Regions from separate parts of the Mustela erminea genome. Here region 2 is linked to region 1. A link is a contact called in public Hi-C data. All regions are on one chromosome and are shown on one strand. The core of a region is the stretch at or near the end of the contact, and the rest is flanking DNA. Distances in the headings are between cores, read along the strand shown.

Evidence for each region. A called contact is a pair of places that touch in the nucleus more often than the background predicts.
Region 2: a Hi-C map of skeletal muscle shows a contact between it and region 1, with 9 times the contacts expected there. The contact joins the promoter of SEC23IP here to the promoter of TIAL1 in region 1. A contact is called at or near these places in 2 of 3 Hi-C or Micro-C datasets (skeletal muscle and spleen).

What each region holds. Positions count from the first base shown.
Region 1 is chr14:80,772,067-80,778,712 of mMusErm1.Pri, forward strand. It overlaps TIAL1 (nucleolysin TIAR), which reads right to left and starts at 3,817. Exons shown (of 13, transcript XM_032312313.1): 1 at 3,634-3,817; 2 at 880-941.
Region 2 is chr14:81,019,771-81,026,016 of mMusErm1.Pri, forward strand. It overlaps SEC23IP (SEC23-interacting protein), which reads left to right and starts at 2,735. Exons shown (of 20, transcript XM_032312556.1): 1 at 2,735-2,981; 2 at 6,086-6,177. The coding sequence starts at 2,819.

The DNA.
Region 1 (6,646 bases), core at 2,567-5,066:
GCACTTTTACACAAGACACTATAGCTAAATTTCCATGAAAGTAACATTTTTACTTTTGTTCTTGACAAGCTCCTATGTTAGAAGAGATTTTGTAACAATATCCTTCAATGGGCCTCTAATGAACTGATCAATTTGTCAGTATTTCATTTTAGGAAGGAGGCAAGGTAGAGGAAAGATACAGGGTGAGTACAAGTGAACTGACCACCTACATAAGGGATATAGACACACACATTTTAAAGAAACAGAATATGATTAAGTTGGCCGAGGTGCTTAATTACAGCCATAATACAGCAAAATCCATCATATAGCTCATCAATTTTATAACAGGATCTAATAGTTTCTTCTGTTACTGCCCTCAGATGTTCAGATTATATTCTAAATCACTGCTTTATTTCTTCCTTTTGACAGCCTCTATCAGAAAGAAAGAACAGCCTTAAAGGATGGCACTGCATACCATGGTGTAATCCCAGATCCACAATTCCTACTCATTTTGAGGCATGAGATAAATGAAGTTAATTAAACTACAATAGAACACCACTGTAATTTAATGTTGTGTTATAGATTCAGATATACCATGCATCAAATCTGTGCACTGAAAAGCTACCCACAAGTCCGAAATGTGGGTCCCACAAGGTCGGTGTCAGGCAGTTTATTTCCAACACCAGATTACACAGCATGATCTCGTTTGTTTTTTTAGATCACAAGTTATGAAATACATATTACCCCAAAATAAATGTCAAATAAGAACAGAAAACATCAGAAAACAGACCTTTAAAGGATAAATAAACTTTAGGCTCAACATCAAAGCAATTCTATACCACTTTAAATACCATCAAATAAATTAGTAATACTGTAGGTAATGAATATTTAAAGACCTACCTAGGCTATAAACACCATATTGTTTTCTGATGATAGAACCATATGTCTTAGCTTGTGTGTGTCTGCAGGAAAAAAACCTCACTAGTAACACACAGGCATTTTAAGGAAACAGTTTAAGATAAGCTTTGTTAAGAGTACATTCTTTTAAAATATACTGGCCACGTGAAAACCTAACCCACAGATCACAATGTAAAATAAAAGGATCTCCATAAACCAACAAAATAAAACCCTATTAGATGTCAACCTCTAAAGTTCACGTTCAAAGTTTTTGTTATGTTACTTACACCTAAGAGAACCCTTTGAGGGGAATTAGGTAAAATGAAAGCTTAGAAAAAACTATACTGTGCATTATTTTTATTAAAATCTGACCAAGAAATCCCAATTCTGAAACATTTGCTTTTATCTCAAAATTCCACATTTGAAGGTTTTAAAAAATATATATACAAATCAACAGACCACACCATGTATGACACGGTCATGTCAGTTCATAATTTTACATTAATCAGGACTTTAAAAAAAAAAAACCAAACTTAATATTAATTCAATGAAAAGAAGTATAATCATTGTAAAATATTTGAGTACCTCTTGTGTTCCAGGCAGTGAACTAAGTGCTGCAGGGTTAAGACCTAGGAAGATGTAGCAGTCCTTGTCTAAAAAAAAACCCTTCCCATAGAGAAGAGTGGGAGAAGGAAAAAGGAAGACAGAATAGTAAAAATGTACTGACATACAGGTACAACTAAGCTCAAGATGTTTCTTTACTCACATGTATGCACGTCACATAATCTTAGACAACTGTAAACATAGACGACTCAAGTGTGTTTCAGAGAAAGAACAGGAGATTGGAGAAAGGAGAGGTTAAGAAATAAGCAACAAAGTTAGCTCATTAGTCTACTTAAGAAGGGTCCAAGATCTGATGGAGATGAAGATAAAGCAAATGCAAAGATAGTTATAGGAATTAAAGGTAGTGAAATGGCATATTATTCAGCCCGACAAAACCAGGAATTTCTCTTCTTAAGGAACAGACAGATACAGTTAATGAGAAAGGTACCATGAGAATTTACCAATTATTCAGTAGCTATTATGATGCAATGATGACATTTCAGGTGTTTCGATACAATGTAACTTTTGTTTAATATACACTAGCTAGCACTAAATTCAACTTTCCCAGATGCTTTCATCAAAGCACATGTGGCTAACTACCCAGCCTTGGCTTCAACAGATCTTAAAGGGCAAATTTCAAATTATCCCAATTCTCTCTTTTCTGGGGAAAAAAGTAAGCAATGGGAGACAGCACAAAATAAAAACATAAATGTTCTCCGGAACAGACTTTTCACTGAAGCATTTTATGTGCTTAAATTCGCCTCAAATTCTCAAAACAGGATGGCAATTACTTTAGTTCAGAAAAATAGGAATAAAAGAGTGCAAGCCCACCCCAACCCCCCCCCAAATGAAACAAAAAAGCCAAACCATTGTAAATAGGTATCTATCTTCTTTACCCAATGGACTTTCTTTGGCAGAAGAGATGAGAACCTAGTCAAACTTCCTGAGTATCCACCCACCTTCATCTATTCCCCCAAAGTAATTTCCCCAACAGAGAGCAGAGCCAAGTGGACTATGATCATATCAATATCAGGCAGAGGCAAGAGAAAACAAAGCAGTGATCTGACTCCTGGTACTGGAGGTAGGTGCGCTGAGCTTCCAGAGGCTAGGAAAACCGAAGGTAGCCAACATTTGATTAGCAATTACTCCGATTTTTTTTTTTTAAATGCAGGAAAAAGAAAGGAGTGCCACACTATCCGGAAAGGAATGCAAATGCTGAGTCATCACTCTTCATTAGAAAAGAAAGGAAAACTCGAATAAGCGGTTGGAAGATGAAATTCATTCATTAGATCAGGCTTCAGGTAAAAACAAAACAAAACAAAAAAACAGCAAGATAAAAGAAAAGGCGCTCAGAAGACACACATCGAATAGTGGCTAGACATCACTTGATCCAATTCTGAAGGTCTCAAAGCGCACACAGATTAGGAGGAGGTAACACCAAAAGAGCAAAAGCAGTTTAACAACTGGTTGTCAGTTTAGCGTAGGTAGTGCTCAAAGTAAACTTCCAAGAAGGGAAAGATGCTCCCGCGGCAAGAGGCATCCCTTTTGCACTTCAAAAGTAGCGGGCGCTTGGCGAGTATCTCTGACAGCGTGGGCGGGGGCACGTGGGGCAGAAAGAGAGAAGGGGGTTGAGTGGAGTCAGAGTGTCCAGTTTCCTCGGAGAGCTTAGCTTGGGAGAAGAGCCGGGAGCGATGGAGCTGGGGGACGTGCAGGGCGAGAGCGCTAATTCCTCGGGGCCCGCGGGGCACGAGGCTGCGGTCCCACCCCCGGTCCCACCCCCACCCAGGCCCTGCCCCCGTGGGGACCGGCAGCTCCCGGCCCAGTCCAGGGCCCCCACAGCAGAGGGGGAGCAGGAGCTCTCCCGGGCCTGACAGCCACAGCCGTGCAGAAACCCGGCCTAGGAGAGGTGTGCAAAGAAGGGCGCGAGAGGAAGAGGTCGAAACCAACCCCAGACCCCAGGAAGTGACTGGGGGAAGGGAGGGCTTCCTTCCCAAGGAAAAGGGGACAGAAGAGGAATGCACTTCGCGTCCGCGCCACCCCGGCCAGGGAGCCGCCGTAAGTCCCAGCTTCGGCCCCACTCTCCTGCTCCCTCCCTCAGCGTCCCGCGGTGCCCGGGCCTCTCGGCGCCTGGCAACCCCCGTCTCGGGTACTCACAGAGTCCGGGGCTGCCCGTCGTCTTCCATCATGGTGGGTGCGACGGAGCGATCCCGGGACAAGGGGGAGGGCAGGGCTGGGGAGGGGAGGGGGTGGGGAGGAAGGGGAGGGGGGCTCCGGGCACTGGCTGGGGACAGAGGAAAAGCCACCGAACCCTGCTCTCGGGCTCTCTCCCCCCAGCCCGCTCCGGACACTGCGCTCCAACCAGGAGGAGCAGGAGGAGGAGGAGGATGAACAAAATGGCCACCGCCACCAGCCAGGCAGGAAACGGGGCAGAGCGCAGGCGCGGCCCGCCAGGTCACCGCTCAGGCCAGCCGCGACGGCCTGTAAAGGGAATAACTGAGTGGGGGGAAAAACAGGCCGCTAAGGAAACCCTGTGCCCAGTCCCGACGAATCACGTCTTCGCTGAGTGCCTGCTGGCCGGCTGAAGCCCAGCCAGCTCAAGAAGAGATCGAGTGAAAAGGGAACCGCCGTGCAGCTGAAGGTTCTGGGAATTGTGGTCCTGGAAATGAGAGAGGGAAACACTTCTCCAGAGGATTTCTGGGAACTGTAGTCCAGAGGAGAAGGCCGGTGCCCGCGGCGCGCTGGGTCGCGAAGAAGAGACTTCTGGGTAGTGTAGTCATACGTGAGGACGTGCGGCGACCAGGAAGTCGGCGTGCTAGAAGAAGAGGGAGACAATAAAAGCGACGTTAAGGCGGGGAGACGGGAATGGGAAAAAAAACGCTTGCGGGGAAGTAAACTACAAATCCCAGAGTGCCTCGCGCTGGGGGCTGTCCTAGCCCTGCTACGAGCATTTTAGGGCTCTTCAGTGGGCGCAGCTTGTGCTACGGCTCCGCCTTCGTCCAGCCTGAGAGCGGTTTCTTTAACTGCGTCTGGATTCGTGCTTTGGCTCCGCGTGGTGTCCGAGCCTGCCGGCCTTTCTAGCCGTCCTCTGTTCATCAAAACAGCCGACCCGTGGTCATCAACCGCCGACCCGCGCGACGTGCTGGAGGGGCTGTGGTGGACGTCGGGTCGGGGCTGAGCTGGGAACTGCGCTCTCTGGGTCCCCTCGGGCTTCCTAAGGTCCGGCCGTGTCTTTGGGGCGTGTTTTCCCGCAATAGGTATTCCTGGCCTAGGCAGGCTGTTCGTAGATTGCTTTATAAGTTTCAAAGGTTCCCCCATCCGTCATCTCGTCGGATAAGGTGGTAAGTAGAGCGCTCTACTTATCCGTTAAAATGACTCATCGAGTCCGTGTAAGGTGCAGTGATAATGCCCTCAACCCCCTTACTTAATTTTTGGAGTGGAAAAAAAAAAAATCTTTGGGCAGAGACGTGCACAGACTTAAGGTTGTGTTTGCAGATACCCATCATGTAGACGGGAGATGAAGTCTTGCTTGAGAGGAGGGAGCCATTTTCAAACTGCTGTAGGCCTGTAGAATGTTTTTTTGTTTTTTTAAAGATTTAATTTATTTGACACAGAGAGAGAGGTCACAAGTAGGCAGAGAGGCAGGCAGAGAGAGGGGGAAAGCAGGCTCCCTGCTGAGCAGAGAGCCCGATGTGGGGCTCGATTCTAGGACACTGGGATCGTGACCTGAGCCGAAGGCAGAGGCTTTAACCCACTGAGCCACCCAGGTGCCCCCTGTGGTATGTTTTTGTTTTCCCACAACCGTTCACGGCACGCTTATGTCCCCTCTCCCCACCACCTGTAGGAGAATGTTACTGAATTTGTACCCGTTCCTAGTGAAAGGTGGTGATAAAGATTTCTTAGCTTGTTGCCCAACCTAAGGTCCCAGTTAAACAGCGCCTTAAGAGTTGGCTTTGCCAACAATTACTGAGGTTGAGGGGGATTTGAACCTGGAAAGCTTCATAGACTCGATGGCAAGGAAGTTGAACTCCTAACTTAGTCAGTGGGAATAGCAAAGCGCGCAGGGACCAGGATCCAGGGTTAAAGTATATAGTTATTTGGGGAGGGAGAAGAGGGGAAGTCATGGTGTAGGGGTCTTGAGAGCTGAGAGAGGTGGGCTTAAAGAACTGTGTTGTGAAGGATTTTTTGTTTGGGGTTTTTTGCTTTTATTGGACCTAGGTGTAGAACTGGATTTATCATAATCCACCTAATCCTTGATCCATGCCTGCCCCATTGTATTAGTTTCCTATTACTGCTGTGACAAACTTAGATCCTTAAAATAATAGGAATTATTATCTTAGAATTCTGGAGGTCAGAAGTCCAAAATCGGTTTCACGAGCCTAACATTAAGGTATTGGCAGGGCTGGTTCTTCCTGAAGTCTAGGGAAGGAATGGGTTCCTTGCCTTTTCCAGCTTTTAGAGGCTGCCAGCATTCCTTATATTTAGGCCTTATCCACCGTCTTCAGAAACAGCATAGCAACTGCTTTCCTCCCTGACCTCTGCTTCTATCCTGACATCTCTTTCTGACTGATCTTCCTCCCTCCCTCTCTCACCTGCAAGGACCCTTTGTGATTACACTGGGCCCGGGATAATCTCCCCAACTCAACACCTTTAATCACATCAGCAAAGTCCGTTTTCCCCCCTGAAACACATTTACTGATTCTGAGGATTAGGATTTAGGCAACTTTGCTAGGCCATTTTTCAGCCAACGACACACAACCCACCTTTATTAATTTAGTTGCTTTCAGTGTAATAATAGCTGTGAACTCTCCACCCTAAAAAAAAAGTGACAACAATTTACAACCAAACGTGTGGTTTGCCTTCCTCACCCCCACACGCAGTGATCCTCTTGGATCTTCTCTCATGGGGTGAAAATAATCACCAATCTGCACCATTTCTTGTCCTCCTTTTAATAACTTTTTATTCCATGTATGTATTTAAACGGAATACAACTATATACACAGAGAGACTGTTGTGTGTGTGTATACAACATATTTTTAATTGTTTTAAATATAATAAAAAAGAGTATGCTCCCCCCCAAGAGTATACCCACTACACACCTATTAGAATAGCTAAACTCCAGTGCTCGCTTCGGCAGCACATATACTAGAATAGCTAAACTCCAAAAAAA
Region 2 (6,246 bases), core at 1,485-3,984, 250 kb after region 1:
TTTAATCAATCTACCTAATTACAGGACCTCTCTCTAGCTTCTCTGCTCCTTCCTGAGGTGCCTGAGGTTATCAGGACCTGAGCTTTAAAATGATTTTATGATGCAAATAAAGTTGCCCCTGCGCTTTTCCCATTACTGGTTTGCTAAATCACCTACTACAGGTCCATTTCGTGTGTGTGTGCGCGCGTGCGCAAAATCTTGTTGCTGTCAAATCCTCTCCCATCCTCGTCATCCTTATGGGTTTAAAAAACAAACACACCTAATAGCGTTTTTTGGGGGGCGGGAGATTTTATTTATATATTTGAGAGAGCGGGAGAGCACAAGAGAGCTAGCACAAGCAGTGGGGAGGGGCAGAGGGAGAAGCAGACACCCCACTGAGCAGGGAGCCCAAAGCGGAGGAGTTTGATTCCGGGACCCCAACGTCATGACCCGAGTTGAAGGCAGAGGTTTAACAGACCGAGCCATCCAGGAGCCCCCACCTATTTGTGTTTTCAGTAGGCCTTCGGGAGGAAGAAAATGACACTTCGGTTCAATCTGACGTCTTTCCCCAGAAGTAACTCCTATTTCTGTTCTTCCTGCTGCCGCGGTCTAATCTGAGCCTCCGCCACTGCTTGCCTGGGCCAGTGGCGCAGCTTGCTTGCTGCTCTTCCTACTCGCAGTTTGCTCCTTCCTCCTCTATGTTGCTGCCCACGAGTCAGAGCGGACCCTCCGCAGAGCAAATGTTATCTCCCCGCCCTCCTTTCAACCCTTTTTCAATTCCCTTTTGCTCTTAACTTGTAAGACCCCGCATCATCTGGCCTCGCCGAATTTTTCATTCTCATCGCCCCACTTTCTCCCAGTTGGTCATTGGGCTCCAGCCAGACTCTAACACGTGTGTCTCTTCACACCCAAACATGGTGTCTCAGGGTACCCCTACCTACTGCGACTTTACTGAAATGACCTCTTACCACGTCCTCCGAAACCTCCCCACCAAATTTTCCAGTTAGCTTCTCCTCATTGTCTTCCAGATTCTGACTTTAATTTTTCTTCAAAGAAGGTTTTCTTGTCACTCAACACTATGCAGGTCCTTATTGATGGTCTGATTGGTCTAAATATTTGCTATCTTTCTCCACAGAAGGGTTAGGCCTCCCTCCCCTGATGGTATCCATATCCCACATGACACACTGGGAATTTCTATATTACAACTTTCATCACACTATAGTTTACTGTCAGTGTGTGTTTAGTTTTCTGTCTCCCAGCCAAAGTATACGGTCTAAGAAGGGAGGGTCTTGTATCTATCTTATACACCACTGTACTCTCAATGTTTAGTATACTCTTTCCTACCCCATAGGAATGACAAAGATACTCTCCTTGACCAAATTTAGCAACCTTCTAGCAGTTTAAGGTCATGTCCCTAGACTGACCCCAATCCTCCTTAAAATGCCTGCCCTGAGAAAGCCCAACACTGCTAGGGTATTTTACTGTTTGTTCCAGCCCAAACTTGGTGATAGGCATATAGGCCCCTGAGCTCCCTTTCAGCATAGTTATTTTAGAAAACTTGCAATTATCAATTCCTTATAATTTTGAGATGCAAATCAGCCACACAGAACTGTCTTCTCAAGGCCCATCTCCTCCCTGCCTGGTGGTGTATTGCCTTAACTTGTGTAACTGGCTGTCATAAAGAGATGAGAAGTTTGTTTCTCCTCCAGGTACACGCCAATTAACAAGCCCAAGTGGCCCAGTCCCATGGACCAACACCCCTTGGCACCTCTCAAGGCTTTCCCAGTAGCACCCAGACTTTAAAAAGTCTCCAGTCTTTTATTTTGGGGGAAGTTCAGTTCAATTCACGATGTACCCTCTTTCCTGTTGTAATTGCTGTTACTGAGTAAAATCTATTCTTACTGCTTTAGCCAGTGTCTGGCTTTGTTTATCTCTGACAGTAAGCACACTAAATAGTTACTGAATTAACTAAATAGGTTCTATACAGGCATGTGAACAGCTGTGGGGAGGAGTTTCATTATTTCGAAGCCTCTTTCGGGGTCTGTCTTCCTCTCCCACTCTTCAAAAAGCTACTTTTCTGTTACTTTTTGTTTCATAATCTCCAAATACATGAAAGATGACAATTACATCAAATCACCCCCAGTGCATTTTGGGATTCAGCTAATCTGATTACTGCAGACAGATATAGAAAGCTATTTTAAAAAAGTAGCACCTCTAAATTTCAATTCTCTGGATCCTCTTTTAAACACGGCTTAAAAACTTCCAAAGTTTTTGCCATTTCTATTTCTGGGCCAACAGAAAGAGTTCAGTTCAGTCCAGAAAGACATGTGGGCGGGCTGGATGTGAGTATGAGCGTGGGTGAACTGGGCTCGGCTTTGGCTACAAATGGCTCACACCCCCCTTCTTCCCTCCCAATGCGGGTAGCACTCCGCTGTCTGCTCCTGCAGCCTTCTGCCGTTCCTTCGAAATCTTTACCAGTTCCACTCGCCCGACCGTACTTTTAGGAAGCCCAGAGTGCCCCCCGCAACCCGTGACCCTCAGCATCAGCTCGCGCCTAAATTCAGAACTAGCAGCGCCGCTACTCCCACGCTCCAGCCCCAGCCTCAGCCCCGGCAGTACCGGGGAGTATTACGTGCTAGGACTCGGGTTTGAAGCTAGCGCCGCCATGTTGCTTTCTGGCGGCGCTTTCCAGAGGAAGGGAAGGAGGCTGATCAGCGTCCCGGAGTTCCGGGCCTTGTGCGCAAGTGCGGAAGTGTGTTGGCCCCGAGTGTGACCGGTTTCCGGCCGGTGGTAGTACACCGGCTTCCAGGAGACGTGTAACGGACGGTGGGCGGCAGCCATGGCCGAGAGGAAACCTAACGGAGGCGGCGGTCCCGCCAGCACCTCCTCATCGGGCACTAACTTACTTTTTTCCTCCTCGGCCACGGAATTCAGCTTCAACGTGCCCTTCATCCCAGTCACCCAAGCCGCCGCTGCCTCGGCCTCCTTGCTCCTGCCCGGAGGTAGTAGGGAGAGGGGAATCCGGTGGGACGAGTGTGTGTGGGGAGGCGGGCGGGGGGCGTGGGGCGACGAGGGCCGGGTGGGAGGTTTTGCTTCGTGTGTACCCGACTCCGGGTAGCTTTCCAGGGCCAAAAGCGACCAGGTTTGAGTGGCTCGGGGGCTTTGAGATACCCCAAGCGGGGGCTAGATCAGGAGGCTTGCTCTTCGTCCAAGGAGCCCTCTGTCCCGAAGGCTGGCCGCTCCACGCTGGCACTGACATTACCCAGATTTTTGTTGAACACCTACTGGTGTGCTAGGGAATGCAGAGAAGTTAGTGCTTCTCAACTAGGATGCAGTAGGGAATGTCCTGGATGGACAGCTTCCCTTTCCTGGGATAGACTTGTAATATTTGCAAAGTAGAGGTGCAGAATGCAGTACTCATCTTTCAAGACAGTGCTTCCCGTTGTCTGAGGAGCTTTTCCTCCTTCTTGTCCCCCATTCCTATGTTCACCCTAACTCTTTCACTTCTTTATTATTGTCTAGGGGTATTGCTGTTTAATGATTGTGTGGCATCACACAGAGTATGGTATTTGGGAGCACAGACTGTTGTCCATCCCAGGCTCTGCCGGTAACTTGCTGTGTGACCTCAGGCATGTTACTTTACCTCTCTGTGCTTCACTTTCCTTATCTGTACAGCCTCCTAAAGCTGTCAGGAGAAGTGAATTGATTTTTGTAAGGTGCCGAGTGTAGTGTCTGGCACCTAGCGTTATGTAAGTGTTTGTGAAATCAACGTATCTGCCTCCGGATACTGTGTAGATGTTTCTTGAATGAGTATCTGAATGATTAAATGAAGGAATTGAGAAATGATGGGAGGGGAGGAGTCTAGGAGATGTTTTGATTTTAGTGTCTGGTTGTTGACAAACATCTGTTGAGATGTAGAGTGGAGTAAAAGCGCAAGAAGGGAGACGGTTAAGGTGACAAATTCATTTCTAGGCTTACTAAGTTCGAGGTGTATGTGGTTGAGCTGCCAGAAGTGTCGAGGAAGCAGTTGGGTAATAGGTTCTGGAACACCTGAGAACAGTATCGGTTTGAGACAGAGTTGGGAGTGTCACAAGTGAAAAAGTGCCCATTAAAGTTGTGGGTGTCTTTACCAAATGTGTCCACGTGTAATTAGAAAGTGCCCCTGAGGTGAGCTGGCAGCACATTGAGATCAGCATTTCATTTACAATGGATGCTAATCAGAAAAAAGTTCCTTAGATCAGGTTGATCCCAATTTGTCTTAAAGGAAGAAGGATACTACAGAGGTTTTCGCCACTCCATGTTTTTAGTTGTTGAGAGATAAACTGAGAAATACAGACAAGTGAGGTCCAGAGAGTTGAAAAGAGAGAGTGGGAGCTGGAAATATATCTGAAAATGAGAATAGAACCAGCAGACAAAGGGCTTTGTGCAGGAGGTGGTATTTTATTTTTAGTTACAAAGAAACAACTGAGAGGAGTATTTTAAATAGTGGAGTATCTTAGTTAAATTGATGTGTGAGAAATATAATGGGAGCAACCTAGAAGCTCAAGCCAGAATCTCTGTGAGCCAAGTGTCCTCCTTCAGCAGAGGTCGAGAAGGATCCTGGAGCTTGAAAGGCCACTCGGGAGCAAGGATCACAGTGTGCTGTGTGCTGGGTGTGGGTCCTGTGTTGGGCTCCGTGCCTCCAGCAGCAGGAGATAAGAGGGAATGTGACTGGAGGAGGAAAGATGAGGGAGAGGAAAGTCTCTACAAGCTAAGGTAAGGGCGTATAAAAGCTTAGTAAGGAAGAGGAGGCTGGACTTTTTAGGTTGTGTAGAGGAAACATGCTTTTTTCTTTTTCTTTTTAAGGTTTTATTTATTTGTCAGAGAGAGAGAGAGGAGAGAGAGTGTGTGTGCGCACACACACAGACACATACATGCACACACACGCCCACAAGCAGGGGGAGCAGCAGGCAGAGGGAGAGGAAGAAGCAGGGAGCCCAGTGAGGGACTGGATCCCAGGACCCCTGGATCATGACCTGAGCTGAAGGCGACACTTTGCTGACTGAGCCCTCCAGGCGTCCCAGGGAACAGGCTTTTATTTTACAGCTTGGTGGCAGAAGAGAAGATAATTTGGGGTTGACAATACCTGCAGTGAAAATCATTTTTGGCAAAGGCAAGTGAAGAGAACTTCCTTTGGTTAGAAAATGACTTTTCTCACGATTTGACATTCTCTAAAGGCTAGTTATCTGGATGTGATACTGTGTGATTTTAGGGATGGCAATAAATGGTTGACCTACTTTGCCTTGGGAATACAAATACCACATGTTCATTTGTACAATGAGTGCTTTGTAGTAGGTAGGAGTCCTGAAACACACCCTTCTTGTCAACACAGTCATATCTGCACTTAAGTTTCTTATTACTGTAGAAATAAAATTATGTGTAATTTGGTAGTAGAATAATATTCGAATTATTTTTTTACCAGGAAAAAATGAGATATAAAAATTGTAGATACAAATTTCATTTCCCTTCTTGAAAACATCCTTAGACAAATAGGTGTGATCTATGTATATTTACAAAATAAATACTTAACTATATTTATTCAAGTGATCACCAGAGTTGTGAAATTCATTGGCATGATCCTTCTTTTTTTTTTTTTTTTTAAGATTTTATTTATTTATTTGACAGACAGAGATCACAAGTAGGCAGAGAGGCAGGCAGAGAGAGGAGGAGGCAGGCTCCCTGCAGAGCAGAAAGCCCGATGCGGGGCTCGATCCCAGGACCCTGGGATCATGACCTGAACTGAAGGCAGAGGCTTAACCCACTGAGCCACCCAGGTGCCCCAACTATATTTATTCAAAAAATGTAAAAGGTCATGTACCAAAGTGATTATCTCTGAGAGATTGGCTTATGAATGAAATCTAATTTTTCCCTCTTTTTCTTGTTTCTCATTCGTATTTTCCAGTTTTTCGTTTCAAAGAAATAAAAGGTTTTCATCTTTTTTTTTTTTTTCTGTAATGCAGAAATAGAACAATAAAATGAGGTACAGTTGCCAGATCTGCCGTGTTGGGTCCTCTCTGCAGAGCCATAGATGAACCTTTAAACTGTTTGCTCTCCCGTTCCCTTTCAGAGGATTCCACGGATGTCGGTGAGGAGGACAGCTTCCTCGGGCAGACTTCTGCTCACACGTCTACCCCACAGACATTTAGTTACTTCTCTCAGGTATCAAGCAGTAGTGATCCTTTTGGGAATATTGGACAGTCCCCGTTAACGACTGTGGCAACGTCAGCT